2 separate regions of the Gossypium arboreum genome follow, and region 1 is linked to region 2. A link is a contact called in public Hi-C data. All regions are on one chromosome and are shown on one strand. The core of a region is the stretch at or near the end of the contact, and the rest is flanking DNA. Distances in the headings are between cores, read along the strand shown.

Region 1 (5,634 bases), core at 1,726-4,225, 210 kb before region 2:
ACTGAATGTTGTCTTTTTTCTTGTAATAATATGCTCCATAGGTGTATTCAAGATGCCCCCAAAAAGATTATTGTCTCATTATAAGCTTGATGCTCAAAGGAACAGACTACTTGCAGTAACATGTAATGCAGAGGACATGTTACTGCCTCGAAGCAACTTTACATTTTATGGTAATAATTTAAGAACTTAGAATATCTATAAAAAAAAAAAAAAAACAGATTATTAATGTGAAATGTTTTAGTAATTTTTTTTTTGGTCATTTTTCTAGAGTTGGATTCGAATTTCAATTTGTTGCAGAAACAAGAATTTAACATCCCTGATCATTTGATGATCCATGATTGGGCTTTTACCGATACTTATTACATACTGTTCGGAAACCGGATCAAGCTTGACATTATCGGTAACGATCGAATCACAAATCAAATTTAGAAATTTTCAGTAAAATTATTGTGGAGGTATCTATATTAGAAGTTAAACGTGAATAAATTAATCTTTATACATTACATCAAAGAATAAAAAAGACCAAATGCAATCTATCTTTTAGTAGAAGCATATTCATGATACTTTTATTGAAAATTTCCTAAAAAGCTATAGGCTTTTAATGTGTCATGTATAATTTAAGTACTGCAGGATCAATGACAGCAGTATGCGGGTTATCGCCGATGATTTCGGCATTGTCGGTGAATCCGAGTAAGTCCACGTCTCCAATTTACTTGCTTCCTCGGTTTCCATCTGATAAGTCAGCCGGACAACGAGATTGGAGGGTACCGGTGGAAGCACCGTCTCGGAAATGGCTGTTACATGTTGGCAATGCCTTTGAAATCAAGGATATTGATGGTAATTCATTGATTCAAATCCAAGCTTGTGCATGTTCTTATCAATGGTTCAACTTCCAGAAACTATTTGGTAAGTTCAATATATATATATATTTACTTTATATGAAATCTGCTTTCCAAGTTTAGACAATTTGGTATGGAAACAGGATATAATTGGCAAAGCGGACAACTAGATCCATCGATTATGAACGTAAAACAACACGAAAACGAGTCCTTAGTACCACACTTAGTTCATGTCACAATAAAATTGGACACTAATGGCAGCTGTCATGAATGTTCAATGGAGAACATGAATGAATGGAACAAGCCATCGGATTTTCCGATCATCAACCCGGAGTTTTCGGGCAAAAAGAATACATGCATTTATGCAGCAACATCTTCAGGGACAAGACAAGCATTGCCTCATTTTCCATTTGATATGGTAATGAAGCTAAATTTATCATCAAAAACTGTAAGTACATGGCCTGCAGGGGCTCGTAGGTTCATTGGTGAACCTATTTTTGTCCCTAAAGGAACTGAAGAAGAAGATGGGTATATTCTTGTCGTCGAGGTTAGAATCCGACCCATTTTTGTTCTGTTCTGACAGTGTTTTTCAGGGGTTTTTTCTTGCATGATGTATAATGTTATGTTGTTGTATTTTTTTTTTTTTTTGCAGTATGCAGTTTCAATACAGAGATGTTATTTGGTGATTTTGGATCCAAAGAGAATTGGAGAAAGTGATGGGGTTGTAGCAAGATTTGAAGTCCCTAAGCACTTGAACTTCCCTCTTGGATTTCATGGTTTTTGGGCCAAGAATGATTAATTTTTTTGCTCTCTAAGTTGTAAATACAGAAAGAAATTTATTTATGTAATAAATTTATAAAAATAAATATGATTTTGATTGAAAGGAAAAAAGTTATTATTATCTTGAATTTAAATATAATTAATTTTATTATTTGGAGACCAACTGGGGATATTAGGGATCTTGACCCTTTGATCAAATGGGAAAATATCATTAATAGTCCCTTTCAAGTATTAATTATTTATTTGAAGTCTTTTAATCATTTAAATGAATAAAAATTTTGTAATTTAATCTCTCCTAAATATTAATTACAGCAATCCGAGTTTGTATCTATATAGCATGAATTTTTATTTTAAAATTTCAGTTTATTTTGATTTGGGAAAATTTTAATTTTAGATAATTTTAGATTTAGAATAATTTTATGTTTAAAACTCTGGGTTTTTTTGGATTGGGTCTTTAATGGTTCGAATCAGTTCAAATTTTAATCACTTCACGTTCAAGTTAATTCAAATTCAATTCAATTTGGGTTTAGAGTCAGGTGGTTTGAGATTTTTAATGATCAAATAGGATGGGGTTGAATTAGAGTTTGAATTGATTGATTCGAATATTCAAATTCGGATATTTCCAAATTGGGTCATTAAGAGGTTCGAATCAGTTCAAGTTTTAATCACTTTATGTTCAAGTTAATTCAAATTTGATTCAATTTGGGTTTAAGGTTAGGTGGTTTGAGTTTTTTAATGATCAAATTGGATGAGATTGAATTTGAGTTTGAATCGATTGATTCAAATATTCAAATTTGAATTTTTCCAAGTCGGGTCATTAAGGATCCAGATCAATTCAATGTCTAATCATTAAATGTTCAAGTCAATTTGGATTTGATTCAATTCGAGATTAAGGTTAGATGATTTGATTTGTTGAATTTTATGAAAAAATTCGATCGCATCAAATTTGAGTCTAATCGAAGTTTCAGGTTTAAGATTTTCAAGTTAAATCATTAAGGGTTCTGATCACTTCATATTCTAAGTCAATTCGGATTCGCTTCAATTGGACAATTCGAGTTTTAGACTCTTATGATCAAACCAAATAGGATCGAATTTGATTTAATCGAGTCAAAATTTCAAATTTGAGTTTTTAAAAAGAAATCAATAAGTGTTTAAATCAATTCAGGTTCCAATCGCTCTGTATTCATCTCAATCTGGACTCAATTCAATTTGAGTTCATCAAGTCGAATTGTCAAATTGTTGAGTAGTCCCCTGTTAGGACCCAAACTCTTCTAATCCAAAACTTCCTTCAAAGTTGAAATGGAAGAATATAATCCATTTATAAATTTGAAAAAGTCAAATCAACAAGTGCCAGTTTCTCAATTATCCTAATTTATTCTACAAACTAACACAAATTGAAACCGAAACTAACTGTGAGGATCCTCCGGCTATAAAGATCATCTTGTAATCAACACAAAAGGGTTTTACCTTCTGTATCATGTAATCATCATCACCCTCATATATTTCCTCCATTACGGCCATTTTCGACCCTCAATTCATCATCAATGGCGAAAGAACCAGTTAGAGTTTTAGTTACTGGTGCTGCTGGTACGTATTGTGCTGTTAATATATTTTATTTACTATTTAGTAATTAGTATTGTGTTTCATAGGTGTTCTTTTGTGTTAAAACAGGCCAAATCGGGTATGCTTTAGTGCCTATGATTGCGAGGGGAGTAATGTTAGGCTCCGATCAACCCATAATTCTTCATATGCTCGATATCGAACCGGCCACCGAGGCCTTAAACGGTGTCAAAATGGAATTAGTTGATGCTGCATTTCCTCTTCTCATCGGTATGTGTAATTTGCACATCATGGTTCACATTTGTTGATCAAACGTTCTCTTTTAACTCGGTTTTGGTTTTTTGGCTTTACGCAAAGATGTCGTTGCTACCACCGACGCCATGGTCGCTTGTAAAGGTGTGAACATAGCCGTGATGGTTGGCGGATTCCCACGAAAAGAAGGTATGGAAAGGAAAGACGTGATGTCGAAAAACGTATCGATTTACAAGGCTCAAGCTTCGGCATTGGAGAAACAAGCCGCACCGGATTGTAAGGTGTTGGTGGTCGCTAATCCAGCGAACACCAATGCCCTTATCTTGAAAGAATTTGCACCGTCAATCCCGGAGAAAAACATCACATGCCTCACTCGACTTGACCATAACAGAGCGCTTGGACAACTCTCCGAGAGGCTAAAGATCCATGTCGGTCAAGTGAAGAACGTGATCATATGGGGTAGCCACTCCTCCACTCAATACCCGGATGTGAACCATGCCACTGTCACGCCCACAAACAGTGAAGAGAAGCCTGTTAGAAGTGTCGTAGCGGACGACAATTGGTAACGTAAAATTCCGAATTTATATTTCGAGACACTATACGTTCGTGACTGAACTAATCCTTCGTCGTTTTTATAGGTTGAACACGGAGTTCATTACCACGGTGCAACAACGCGGTGCCGCCATTATCAAAGCTCGCAAGCTATCGAGTGCATTGTCCGCCGCAAGTGCTGCTTGTGATCATATTCGTGATTGGGTTCTTGGGACTCCCAAGGTATGTATGTATGTATCTATCTATGTATGTATGAGTTATAATTGGGTGATTATTGTAGGGAACATGGGTGTCCATGGGAGTGTATTCTGATGGATCATATGGAATTCAATCTGGCATTATCTACTCATTCCCAGTTACATGTGATAAAGGACAATGGTCAATTGCTCAGGGTAAGTTTTTGGTAAAAGTACTATCAGCGGCAAAGCTAGAACAAATTTTTAGGGGGAACCGAATGAAAATTTAATTTTTTATAGTTTATATCTTTATAATTTTTAAAGGATTAAATCAAATTTCTATAATTTTAGAGGGGACAAAGTATAATTTTACTTTTACTAATTTTAAATTTTAAAAAAATTCCAAGGGCCTAAATATAAATTTTCCATTTTAAGGGGGGCCAAGGCCACTGCCAGCCTCCCCTTGTATCCGCCTCTGAGTACTATGGACTCCACTGCTTTAGGAGTCCGGATATATTTTATTCCTTTACTTAAAAAATTGTGCCATGTGTATCTCATTCTAACATACATATAATAGTAAAAATAGATAAAATTTTTAACAGAAATAATTAATTTACTCTTTGATCTAAACATCTAATTTACTCATTTTTTAAGTAGAAGGGGCAAAATGCAATCCTCCATGATACTTTTGTTTAAATTTTTACATTTGTGTTTGATATGTAATATTCTTTTGGTTAAATTACAATTTTGATTCATTTATTATGTAATTTGAGATTTAATTTTTGTACATTAATTCGATATAATTTAATCCCGGCAGGGCTGAAGATAGACGATTTCTCGAGAGAAAAGATGGATGCAACAGCAAAAGAGCTTGTGGAGGAGAAAACATTGGCTTATTCTTGTCTTAATTGATGAAAGAACAAGTGAATCAAATAAACGATTTGATTGTCTTTCTTAGGGGAATGTTTTTATTATTAATAATTCCATGAAAAATAATTAAATTATAACAATAATAAATAGACATAAATGAAGGATAGTGATCTTCTCTTCTCATTTCATTTCTTTTTTAGGATAATTTATGTTTATTTATTTACATTGAAAATATTCCTTTATTCATAAAAATGGCAACAACAACAAAAACCCTTTGGTATTAACGTCATTCTGCATACTTTTTGCTAAATTAAATTAGTGAGGGCCATTAATGAAAATCGATTATTTAATAAATTATAGATAAACATATATGTTTTGCCATTGGGTAAACTACATCCAAGGCCACTACACTATTAGTAAGTTTATATTTTGATCACTTAATTTCAAAAAATTATTTTGGTCACTGAACTATCCGAAAGTTTTATTGAAGTCACTAAGCTGTTCAAATTATTGTTGTATAGCCTTCTTCATTCGCACTACTTGGACCAATTGGAAACTCTCCTTTCTCTCTCTTCTATAGTTAAACTTTAAAAAAAATTGAAATA
Region 2 (5,305 bases), core at 2,646-5,145:
TTAAGCTCATTAAAACGTTTGAAAATTCTCATTAATCTCATAAAAACTTTAAAATTTTCAATTAGACTCTCAAATTTTTTTAAATTCTCATTAAACTTCTAAAATATTTGAAAATTTTACTAAACCCTCAAAACTCAATTCAAGGACCCTTAATTGTGTTTACATGAAGAAAAATTAATGATATGAATTAATATAGGAAAAAGGTTGAAATCAACTATACATTATATATATGAACAAATGAATTGGGTAAAATGTCATCTTCATGCAATGTGTGTGTGGACAAAAGTTAAAGCATATGAATAAAGTACAAAACTCAACTATTTATATTTTATAATGCAATGTGAAGTATATGAGGGATGAAATTGAAATTTTTTTGGCTGTTTCGATATGTAATTTATCACCTATTTTTCAAATGCCATTTCAATCAAATTTACGGCATTCGATTTTATGTAATACAAGGCCAATTCAAGGTCATTGTGCTTTAGACGTCCCACTATAATAAGGACCTGTTCAAATTAATCTGTGTACTATTAAAATAATCAAATAAGATCAAATTGAAATAGAAGTAACATTTATTTTTTTTAAAAATATCATTTGTTGCTTAGTAGAGTTAATTTTTTAAAGTTTTTATGATTATATAAATGAAATCTTTTGTTTGGAATTGAACTCCTACTAAAAAATAACTTTTAAGACATTTTGTATAGAAAATGTTAACTTTATTATAATTTGGACTTATTTTATTATTTTAATAGTATATGAACTAAATTGATCTAGTTAATAATAGAAATACTAATGTGATCCCATCCTTATGCAACTTATTAGGGTTCCAAGTTGAATAATAGAAGGACTAATCTGATCCAAATTATTCAGGTAGTAAGCCAAATTTGAGCAAACATTTGACATCCAAATTAAGTCTCAGAGTTTGGAAACTAATTTAGAATCTAAACCATAATTTTACAAACGTATGATGCAATTAACCCTAAATTAGAAAGCTTGCACCTAAATTGTATCCAAGTTTATATCTTACTATGTTGTGAAGAAGGAAGTTGCATTTTAAAAATAGGTGAGAGTTTTATTTGAATACCACCCTGGTCCATAAAGACGACGCCAAAAGGGGCATGCAACACCCTAGCCTCTCAAAGGATAAATTATTATTTTAGTCATTTGAAGATTTTAAAATTATAAATTAATTTAATAAAAAAATACACTTTGGCCCCAAAGATAAAAAATTTCCAGTTTAATTCCTTTAAATTCTAAAATAACAAATATATATAATGATGAAATTGTACTTTGATCTCTTTCAAATTTTATAATTTAATTTGAACCAAAAATAAACTTCTACTTTTATCTCTGTCTATCCAAGCAAAATTAATCTCTGGCACCCCAAAAATAAACTTCTAGTTTTATCTGTCTATCCAAGCAAAATATATATAAATAAAAAGAAGTCGCGTTTTAAAGTAGAATGGATCGGAAGCCCACTTAACATAATTAGACAACAAAACTTATGAAAATGAAAACCAAGGGTGGATATGCATTAATGTCAAAGTCGAACATCACATCTATTGGGCTCCAATATCACAAGGCCGAAAAGCAAGGCAACCCCACATAAAATCCCCTTCTAGTATGCCATTTCCCCCCTCCTTTTCACACACCCTATTGCATTGCATTGCATTGCCTACTGTAATTTCGGGGGGTTTTATTCCATACACTTTGGGGATACATAACTAGACCCCAAAACACCATTATTATGGACCCTGGAGAGAGCCACCTTGATGTACCATTTTGCAATAATTATAAGCTTGCTTCTTTTGGTGGTCCTATCTTAATCACCAATGTTTCAATATGAAAAATATATTTCAATGCACATAAGGTCCCCCATCCACCTGCCATTACATGTGATGGTGTGAATCACAATAGATAACTATGGGACTCACTAGATTTAATTGAACGAAAGCTTGGGTCCGACCTAGATTCTAATTATGCGCTTTGTAAATTCATGCACATTAATTATTATTATAACCTACCAAAATTGTCTATAAATTATCATATCTACTTTATATCTATTATTCAAAAAAATATTCTATCTTGTCCCACTTCACATCCATTTTAAAATCTTTTTCTTCTAATTTCGGAATAAATCAATTCAAAATCTATAGTACAAGTTTTGCTATCAAAATGAGGATCCCTAGTGTGAAAATCCCAATGGGCACTGCCCAAGGCCGAAGGCAGAAGCAGGAGAAATGGGCCTAAGCCGCACATTCATGGCAATCAAAGACGGACCCTAAAGCTATTGGGAAGATAGTGTTTTGGGCGCAGCAGGCTTCACTAAAAGCCCACTCACTGCTTGCTTCATTACTTCATTGCAACATTTGATCTTTGATTCTGGTAATTTTTCTCAATTTAACCTGTGAGTTTGTAGTTCGTTAAAGTGTGATATCGTGATATTATGAGATTATGCTAAGTCTTAACATAAAACTTTTAAGAAATTTAAATGAAATCTAAAAAATACCAAAAAAATTGTAAAGAATTTTAAAAAATAATTTCAAATGATGATGTGTCACAATTTCATAGTACAATGTCATCATATTTTAATAGAATTCAAATTTGTGGATCAAATTGAAAAAAAAAACTGCAAAATTCTAAGACTAATATGGGTGAAAAATAGTTTAAGGACCAATGAATAAAAAATGTTTAGTTTAGCGGCTAAATGTTACTTTATTGCTTCATCTAACATTTTTAAAAGCTTCATTGCTTCATAGAAAGTAATATTTAGTCCTTAAATTTAGTAATTTTTTTATAATGGTCTACAAAATGTTTTTTGGTTAGCATTAGTGTTAGAATTTGATAGTTTTTTTCAATTTAATCTTTAAACTTGAATTTTGACAATGTACGATAATGTGGTACTCAGATATTGTGCACATAATCACCTTATTTTTTAAAAATCATTTGCTTTTTTATAATTACTTTGTAATTTTTAGATTTTGTATATAATTTTAAAAATAAAGTATACAATGAAGTAGCGTAATAACAAAGTATCATGTAGCAGTTTAATTCGCTTAGTATATTTGAGGCCATCGCTTTACTTGTGAGTTGCTTTGATTGGGACTTAGGATCCCCTTAAGGTTAGTTGGGCAATGTTTTTGAAAAGTGTTATGAAAATGTACTTTTGAGAAGTGTTTTGAAAAGTTTGATTTTAAAATTGAGTGTTTAGCATTGCTATCAAAAATATTTTTGAGAAATAAAATGTCCATTTTAGACATATTATTATCAAATAACAAATATGTATTTAAATAATATTTAAATTAGTTAATATTATTATATTTTAGTAAAAATATAAAAAATATTATAACTTGTTAATATTTTAATATATGAAATATAAATTTTAAAATTTTAAGCAATAAATATTAATTATTTATAAAATTTATTTAGAATATATAAACTATATTTTAAATATTTAAATATAACCATTAAATATTTGTAATTAGTATTTTAAAAATATTTTTATTTTTAATTAATGATTTTAACACATTTGTAATTAAGCACAAAAAAAGAGGAAAAGTATTATGTTATTTGAGGGTAAAAATTAATTAAACACTAAAAATACTTTTAGAAGAGAAAAACTAAAAATTTTAACAAAAAACAACTTATTTAGCACAACTCATTTTTTAAAAATACTTTTGAAATAAGATGTACTTTTTTTAAGCACTGCAGGATAGGCCTTAATCCTCACAATTAGACTTATGCTGGTGCATACTCACATTGAACATCGGGATAGGACCAAAGTGAAAAAGGTTACTACGTTCAAGGAGAATATGTCCAAAAAAAAAGTACATAGATCCAATCGAGAAATGTTAACAAAGTTCAGGGACTAAATTTGTTAGTTTCTTAAAGTTTCTTGTAGAATCGTGACCCGCATGTCACTTTGCACAAAATCATTTGTACTCTTCGTACACACACACACTCTCTCAGACGTTCAGCGCTCACCTTTTTTTTTTCTCGACGGTTCTCTCAATATCCCCAATCTTCAAAGCCTATCATTTCCCTAATCCATTCCCCTTTTATCTTCTCACTAGCTTTTACCATCGAAAAACACTCGCGATCTATCTTCACTCACCATGCTCGAGCTTTCCTCCACACTCTCAAGCCACGTTCGGTTCTTGCTGCAGTCCTTGACCGAAGCCAACGCTGATTCTGTTTTTCGAGAACTCTGCCAGGTTTTTTATTTTTGGTCTTTCGCTATCTAATTTTCCTTACGAATGCCAATTCGATGGTTTTTTAGGTTACATTTGTATTGATTCGTATGGTCACTTAAAGAAAACCCTGGAATTATGCAAAACTTGACGTTAGATTTAATGTATTTATTTAATAGAATTAGATTGAGTTACTTAAAGAAAACCCTAGAATTCGCTTGATCACGTTGTAACTCTTTTTTTTACTCAATTAGTTAGCTTGGTGCTGTTTGAGCCATAAGAATCCATATATATATGTATTACTGAAATGTAGTGGATGTTAGGATTTCTGTTGATTTTCTTGAAGAAAAATCCCTAGACTGTTGCCAATATAATTTGTAGCTAATAATTTTGTAAATTGATTCGGAGTTTCACAAGTAAATTTAGATTTAAAAGTTTATGAGCTAGAAGATGTACTCTTAGGCTAGCAAGTCATGTTAGCTAGTTTCTAGTTGCGCAGCTTATCTAGAAATGAAGTGTGAATTTACGAAGAGCTATATGTTCTTGTGGTGGGGTGTGAAAAGTGATATCTAGCTGGTTGAAATGGGGGCTTTTATGTGATTCTTTTCTATTTAATGCAATATTCTGGATAACATTTGGCCTGTTGATTCTTGATAGTTCATTGAATATGGAATCGAAGGAAACACTCTGGTGCTGCAAACCTGTTTGGATTGCTTGAGTTCTCACAAAACAGATTCAAAGAATTTGCAATCTGAACAAGTTGTAGCCTCAATTTTTAGACATGCTATGGACAAGCCAAACTTTTGTACTGTCTTCTGTCAGTCCCTAAGAAGTATGGATATCAGCGAGAATTTCCTGGAGAATTTCTCAAAAACACTGCAGTTATCTCTGTCTGAAAAAATTGCTGTTGGTCTTGCTTTATCTGATTCTGAAAATCCAGAGACAAGAATGTGTGGTAAGTTGCGTTGTTTTCTTAAATGGATGTACTCTTGATTTATTTTTGTTTTCTTTTTTTGACATGGTTGATCAGAATGATGAAATTGAAGCTTTTGCACCTTTCTAGGTAAGAATTTTTGTATGGCTCAGATTGAGGAATTGCAGTCTAATCCTGCCTG

Evidence for each region. Hi-C and Micro-C count contacts between places; a contact is called where the count stands out from the background.
Region 1: a contact with region 2 is called in a Hi-C map of leaf, with 3 times the contacts expected there. The contact joins the promoter of LOC108482748 here to the promoter of LOC108452946 in region 2. A contact is called at or near these places in 3 of 5 Hi-C or Micro-C datasets (all in leaf).

What each region holds. Positions count from the first base shown.
Region 1 is chr12:86,363,331-86,368,964 of ASM2569848v2, reverse strand. LOC108482748 (malate dehydrogenase, cytoplasmic-like) reads left to right here and starts at 2,975. Exons shown (of 6, transcript XM_017785865.2): 1 at 2,975-3,206; 2 at 3,291-3,449; 3 at 3,537-3,993; 4 at 4,070-4,205; 5 at 4,264-4,375; 6 at 4,977-5,171. The coding sequence starts at 3,164. The coding sequence ends at 5,071. It overlaps LOC108482766 (carotenoid cleavage dioxygenase 7, chloroplastic), which reads left to right. Exons shown (of 6, transcript XM_017785878.2): 2 at 42-170; 3 at 269-400; 4 at 631-906; 5 at 983-1,386; 6 at 1,492-1,730. The coding sequence ends at 1,638.
Region 2 is chr12:86,157,977-86,163,281 of ASM2569848v2, reverse strand. LOC108452946 reads left to right here and starts at 3,895. Exons shown (of 51, transcript XM_017750763.2): 1 at 3,895-4,214; 2 at 4,848-5,145; 3 at 5,254-5,305. The coding sequence starts at 4,116.